Linked DNA regions of Anas platyrhynchos: region 2 is linked to region 1. Evidence: chromatin contacts called from public Hi-C data. All regions are on one chromosome and are shown on one strand. Each heading gives the region's core, a stretch centred on a gene start, on an enhancer-like site or on the middle of the called end of the contact. The rest is flanking DNA. Distances are from core to core; before and after follow the strand shown. Region 1 overlaps LOC140002576 (a long non-coding RNA gene). Region 2 overlaps LOC110352930 (a long non-coding RNA gene).

Region 1 (3,625 bases), core at 543-3,042:
AGTCTTCATGCAGATATGCAAAATTCTGTGGCAGTGTCTGGGAGGCTGATTATGGAACTTAGGGCATCCTCTTTTTCCTCTTTTTTTTTTTTTTTTTTCCTCTCTTTGTCCCAGTCCTTTTTTTCAAGACTGACTTCTCCTTGCTTCTATTACATCTCAAAATGCTGGAAAGTTTCTGGGAAGGAGAAGGGTTAGATCTATGATCTATCTGCAGGGCAATGAAACATTTTGAAAGTTTGGGAGTACTCACCTGTTTCGAAGACAGGATGCTCTGCTTGCAGGAACAACAATTCTCTCATTTACCCGTGTCTTGCTTTTGCATCTGTATTTCTGTTGATTCCAAAAGAAGGAGAGCTTTAATCTTCCTAGCCAGAAACAAATAGAGAAGTCTATCTGGAGGGTTTTTCTTGTCTGATCTATCATGTGAACTACTTTGCACCATTCACCTGATGAAGGGCTGCAGAACCATGGGGTATAAAATAAGATATTAGTAAAGGACAGGCAGCTGTGTACACTTGTGTGATGCTGTACCAAGTGTATTGACTCTAATCACGATGTTATCAGAGTTCCTACATTCTGGAAATGCATGAAACTATATATGCTCATCTGCTTGGCACTCATTTCTTATATGGCTCATCTATTTTTTATTAGTGTCTTGATACTCCCTCCCAAACAATGATGCTTTTAGGAGACAAATAAGGAAGAGTTAAGAATATAATACATGCATTTTAATGGCACTATGAGGCGTGGTTTGTTATGCAGTTGTGTTTATTTGTAGGAAAAACAGTAGTTTGTATTCTAAAATTGCCTTGCCTCATAGGTGTGAGCCCACACAGTCAGCTTTGACTGTCATCTTGTACCACCATGTAACCCAGCAGCCCAGTGACAGGTGTTTGTTCACAAAGGGATTGGCCCATGCACACAGAGACACTTGATTCCCACAAGCAGTTCTCTGTGTGCCTTTGCTTCTCAACTTCTGCCAAATCCAAGCTGAAATTCCAGAAAGAAACAATAACGCTGACAGGAGTCACTTCAGACTAGGAAGCAATTGCTTTAGCTCCATGAACATAGACTATCTATCTTGTTTTGAAATGATTTTTAAACATCCCTTGGCTTCTCTGAGCTAGCACACTTTTACCCTGCAAGTCAGGTTATGAAAAGGGATGTGTTACCCCCTTTGCAGATGTGGTACGTGAGCCCAGTTACATCACATCTGAAGACAGATGGATCTCTGAGGGGAACTGCAGCATCCAATCATGTGTTTTCTGTCCCTCGCTATTGATTCATGTGGTTAGTCTGTTTCTGATTTTTCTTCTCTGTGTAGTTTAAGGGCAAGTCTGTGGTTTGCCCCATGTGCCCAAGCAAGGGAGCAAGGGTGCAGAAGACAGCCTGAAAATAAATAAATCAGAAACAGATAGACTAATTGCAAGGATGAATGCCAAGGGAGGAGAAAACACAGTATTTCTGTGACAGGTATGCCTTTCCTGTTGGAGGGGAGACTGACATTTTGGTATGTGACATAACTCTCTACCACATTGGAGAAGAGAGCTGGAGCATTCTCTTCCTCACCTGGCTGAGCAAAACCCTCTCGTGGGGTTTGCCCACACAGCATATCCCAGCGTGGGGAGGAACAGCTTCCCTGAGGTCGGGGTGGGGAGGAGCAAGGCTGGGAAACAAGAGGCTGCGCTCGCCTCTCTGGTGCCTCCCCCAGCAGCTGGCAGGGCTAAACTGACACGAGGAAGGATGTAATCTACTCCTGGTTGTTTTATGCTCCAAGCACATTACTTCCTTCCATGGAATAAGGGGATAGTCATGGATGTCGTTGTGACTCACGGGCTCCTGGGGCAGTGCAGCACTGTGCCATGCCTATAATCAAATGACCCGGGGGGTGAATTAGGAAGGCTTTTGATGTCATTCTCTGAGCACTGCACTGCAGGAGGCGAAGACTTCTTAATGTAACGTCAGTCTCTCTCTTAAACATAACCACCATGAAACTAACTTTGACTTGCCAGCAGCTGATACAGGCTGTGGCCTCCCTGCACCACTCTGGCACTTAGCATAAGAAATGTCATTGTGTGGGTGGATTAGGCAGAACCTGTCAAAGCTGTGTGCAAGTTCTTTGGCTGTGTTTCCTTCCCTGGGCTAATAATGCTGAGGAGATGGGGAGTAGGTTGACACATTTTCTGGCATGTGTCATGTAACCCAGTGAAGTGGAGGACATATCAGCCACAAGACTTTTCTGCTTTAGTAAGCTGCAGGCAGAAGTGACATGCTGCAGTGGCTAACAGTCTTAATCCTATGTGTATTCACTCTGCTGGCACTTGCAGCATGGTCTCAGCTTCCCCAGGGCAGAGCGACGGAGCCAGAGGTATGTCTGGAGGAAAGGGTAAGGGAACACATCCAGGCAGATATTGTTTAACCTCAGGGAAGCAGCAGTAGACAGCAGCATTTGCATAACACATTACCTACAGACAGACCCCAAACAGCTTTACAAGTTGACTGTCATGATCTCCACAAGAACCACTGAATTTGGCACTGATATACAGGGTGAAGTATTCACTAGCTGTTTTGCAGAGTACAAATGCTCCATAACAGTTTGACAGAGGATACACCAGATCCCTGTATCTGATAAGAAGAGACTTCTGGGACAGAAGATTCTAAAACAAGACAACCAGAGACTGATGAAATTTAGGACAGTCACTGGTGCTAGGTGCCTAAATTGGTGTGAGAGTAGTTGATAGGAATAGTGGGAGAGAGACAATTTCCCAAAGAGCAGCAGTAGCAAGATAAATCATCCTCAGGGGAGCAGGGAAGAGTGGTGGATTCACTCTCACAGAGAAGCCTGGTTTTGCACAGCTCTCTGCTTGAAGCCTGTGCTGAGGAGATGCAGCTTGAGGCAATATACCGGGTGGGTTCCTCAAAAATCACCATCAGAATAGCAGAAGATGCTACAAGCATGTCTACCCAGTATGACTGAGATGCTGCCTCCTGTCACTGCTGCTATGTTGCAGGCTCTCAGGAAAAGACGGGGCAGCTGGGTATCAGCTGTGTGCCACACAACACAGCGGTCATAGGTGTGATGTGAGCAATACATAGCAGGAATATTGCAGGAGCAATACCCAATTCATTGGAAAGACATGCTGTACTGTGTTTTTTCCTGTAACTCATCGTTAAAAAAAAAAAAAAAAAAAGGAAAGAAAAAGAAAAAAGGGACCAACAACCTCTGCAAGTAACTAAGGGTGAATGACAATTGCTACTCTGTTGTAGTATCTCAGGTCAGGAATTGTTGTCCCCAGGTTCCCTGTAAAACTGAAAAGAGCAGTAAACACATATATTAAGTGGTAATAATACAGCTTGATGGGCATGGAGGCAGCCCATTTGGAAAGGAACTGCACAATTGCCCCACAGGGTAGGGATGCCTCCTCCCTTCACTTGCTGTTGTTGAGCCACAACATGGGATTACAGTATGGGGGCGACAGACCCTGCCCGGTAGTTGCATCTCCTGCAAGCACACACCATCCCACCCACACAGGTGCTGCTCCTGTGTCAGATGCAGCTGATTAGCAAGCCAGTCAGATGGTGCCTAGCATGTGGGGTCAAGGAGCTGGACAGGAGCTTGAGGGGT
Region 2 (3,625 bases), core at 421-2,920, 100 kb after region 1:
GGAACAGAGACATTCCTTTCTCTAACTTTTTCATTCCATGATGTAATGAGAACATTTTAAACCAGGACAAACAAATTACAAGTGCCAAACTTTTTCCTAAATGCTGCTTATGATCAAACATACCCATCCATGCTTTTAAATACCTCATAATTAAACATGCATAAATGGAGACTTAATTTGAACATGTAAATTAATCACATGTTGTAACAATTGAAATTCATAACTGAACATCCATTAGCAGACAACGCTGTTCCTCATTCTTTTGTTTGCATGTTTATAGTAATCACGCAATAGGATTTATGGTGCATGTCACCCTTTGAAAATTAATTCTGAATCAACATAAGAGATGTGTTCCCATTTCTATTGTATAGCTTTGCTTTATGAATGCAAATAATTGCAAATTAAGCCCCAGATGTCTAAAGAGCAGCAGGAGTGACCATTTATTTGATGTATGATGCACATCATGTCATTTCTGTGTCACTCCTCAAGGGGTTAAATGAGTTTCATGGCTTGGGCATTTTAAGAAAATAATAAACAGTGCAGCTCATCCAAAAAACAGCTGCTGTTTTTTTTTTTTTTTTAAAAAAAAGAAGACAAAGATATTTAAAACATGTTTTCAATTGCCTGCTAAGAAAATAAGTTTACATAAGAGAAACCTCTTTTCCTCCTGAAAAATCATGATTTTACCTTCTGCAGCAATTTAGGAAAAGCCAACATTTATCCATGTACTTAGCAACTAAAGAAATGAATTGCTGCGGTGGGCTACATTAAACATAGATGGATCAGAATTAGGTCAGTGGAGAAAACACAGACTGTACCCTTCAGAGCTAGGCATGCATCCACATTACCTTAAAGATGTTTATGTAATGAATGTCTGTGTTTGCCTGCATATTTCAGTGCATGTACACGATAGACCATGAAACTTTTTGTAACAAGCATTTGTGTAAGAAACATCCCCAGCATGTTTTCATTTTCATTGAACAACAACACTTCTATTGATAGGGATAGAGTTTACTTGACTCTCTTGGTGTCAGATTTCACTGCAGGGCTCACTATTCATCCTCTAAATGTGGAGCCTGGTCAGTATAGGCACTCCCTTAACTTTACAGGGTGTTAGATCAGGTCTTGGAATTCCTCTCCATCAGCTAGTGCTTACTCAGTCGACAATACTACATTTAGCTTTCTCACCTATGCAGCTGAAGTTCTTCACAACCGAACCTCTTCACAACCAAACCTCTGCCTGGGTTTTTATAAAGACATCTTGGTGCTCAATGTCCTGCTTTCTAATGTGCTACACAGCTGTCTCGTGCTCTTGGCTTCATGCCATCTTCATGTTACACCGCCCAGTAGGTCAACCGCTTCCACTCTGTTGTTTTGTTAATGCCTTTTATAGAACCACTTTTTTATAGTGTTACTTACAGGAAATGCCTTTCCTGTAACACCTCTGAATCATTTACAGCCTAAAATGTTGCTATATGCATCTCAGGCTTAAAGGATCCTGTCTTGCCCTATTCTGTGTAGTAACATCACAGGATATGTAGACCATGCATTGACTTGCGACAAAATTAAAAAGGATTTTTTAAAAGAAAATCCTTTCATCTTCTGGCATGTGACTACTAACTTTGATGGGAAACACCTAGACAGATCAGAACTTGGACTGATTAGTTATCAACCTTGAGCCTAGATAATGAGGGGAACTATACGGGTGCAGTGTACTAAGTGTGAAGATAGGAAAGTGTAAAAATTCAGCAAAATTGCTTTGTGATAATTAGTGGAAAGGAGGTCACAGTGTGTCTTTCTGTCCTACGCAAGCCTCTTATTTATTATTGTGGCATAACAGCATATGGCTCTGAGTTTTTAGTGGACTAATACCATTTCTCAGTTGTTTTTGCTTTCTCTTTTCTCACAGTAAGATGCAACTTAAATTCCTAAACTCAAAACCCCCAAAAATTCAACCCACAAGCCCCAGTGGTATTTGGAGTTTATGTATTCTTTAACCAAAGGCCTTTGCATAACCAGATACTGGTACATTCTTTAGTGAAATTCTTGAAACTTTGGGCTTAACCACTACTTCTTACACTGAGGTGCTTGAAAACATGTCAACTATGTAGCTGTACTGGAGGGCTGTGCAGAGGGGGTATGTCCTTTTTCTCAAAGTGACTGACGGGTGTCAAGCTCCAGACCAAGTCAAGGTCCTGGCTCCAGCTTGAACAGTCTCAGTGATGTCAGAATTTTGGAATTTATATTTAAATATTTTTGTTATTATCATTATTACAGAGAAAAGCTGAATATTTGGCATGAATGAATCTAGTACAGAGATATCTGCTGGAATAAGCAAAGAACTTTAAAGCTTAGTGAGTTGGAAATTGCCTCATTCATTTTTTTTCATAGGTTATTAATTCTGAAGTCCTTGTGCTGCCTGCAGCAGTGGACTTGGGTGTGGACAGGAGAAGTTCACCAAATTGTGGGCAAAGAGGCTTGATTTCTGAAAGAACAAAAAGGAGCAATACAGCAAAATCCTTGTTGGAAGGAGAGATATAAAAGTGCTTACATAGACTTGAGAGAGACAGAAACACACAAAGGGTTTACAAGGCTGTAGTTAAAATGAAGTAGGATTTAGAAATGTATTTAGGAAAAATAATCCTGAAAAGGAAAAGAACAATCTCCCCTTCCACCCAAAATCAAAAAAGAACACTATTAAAATGTTCTTAAAGTATTTGGTTTCTTTTAATAACACTCATGATACATTGGGCAGTCCAACATGATTCTGTGTGTATTGGCAAAGCATAGTAGCCTTTTGGATACTTAATCTTCATCCAAGTGTGTTTCAGAACTATGTGTGATAAACCTCATTTGTTAAATACGGGAGATTGATCTACTCTATAACATAACAGTTGTGTTTCACATAATTAACCCAAATAATGTAACAGTAGCAGGTTTCCTGTCTCTTAGTTGACTTGCTCCATTTTTCTCCAAAGTGTGATGTTAATGAGAAATTCTGTTATCAGGACCCTTTTACTGAAATATTTCTAAAACACTGTAATTGCTTTTCCTTTAAAATCCTCTATATAATCCGCATTGCCGTTCAGTTTACTATGGGACACTAGTGAGAGCACACAGAAATAAAATCCAAGGTTAGGCCTTTCTTGCCCAGATTTGACAATGTTCTTGTTCAGATATCTTGAATGGGGAACATGATCAAGAAGCACAGAGCTCAACTGCCAGAGTCTAGAGCAAGCTAATCTGGCACTGCTGTTTGGGGCAGTGGATCCTTTGTGGTGTTAGGCATAGCACATGATCTCAGTCTCCCTTTCTGTTACATAGGGAGATGAGAATAATTTCATTCCTATTTGACACAATATGTGTATTTTCTACAGGCAGATGAAATGTTATGGAAATAGCCTTACTAAGGACTGTTCAAAATCAGAACGTATCCATCATTCATTATTTACTTATTTATTAACTTATTTATTAATTTTTGTTTTTATCTTTATTTTTACTTTTACTGTTACTCTTTTATTTTATTTTATTTTATTTTTATTTTTATTTATTTTAGTGAAGGAACTCAGTTCATAATTGAAGACACCAAAACATTTAAAGGTTGGATTTGTCTTCTGGAGAGTAT

The links. Hi-C and Micro-C count contacts between places; a contact is called where the count stands out from the background.
Region 2: a Hi-C map of F1 follicle shows a contact between it and region 1, with 2.2 times the contacts expected there. The contact joins two enhancer-like sites. A contact is called at or near these places in 2 of 8 Hi-C or Micro-C datasets (F1 follicle and small yellow follicle).

What each region holds. Positions count from the first base shown.
Region 1 is chr5:11,850,544-11,854,168 of IASCAAS_PekinDuck_T2T, forward strand. It overlaps LOC140002576 (a long non-coding RNA gene), which reads right to left. Exons shown (of 3, transcript XR_011809502.1): 2 at 251-330. Among named protein-coding and RNA genes, the nearest start is that of DIO3, 63 kb to the left of the region's middle. Within about 2 kb of position 1,793, at least 4 of the 8 cell types and tissues checked have an H3K27ac peak or open chromatin away from gene starts, as enhancers often do. A contact at or near this core is called in F1 follicle and small yellow follicle, where this site is marked.
Region 2 is chr5:11,951,566-11,955,190 of IASCAAS_PekinDuck_T2T, forward strand. All of the region lies in intron 12 of LOC110352930 (a long non-coding RNA gene), which reads left to right. Among named protein-coding and RNA genes, the nearest start is that of DIO3, 160 kb to the left of the region's middle. Within about 2 kb of position 1,671, at least 2 of the 8 cell types and tissues checked have an H3K27ac peak or open chromatin away from gene starts, as enhancers often do. A contact at or near this core is called in F1 follicle and small yellow follicle, where this site is marked.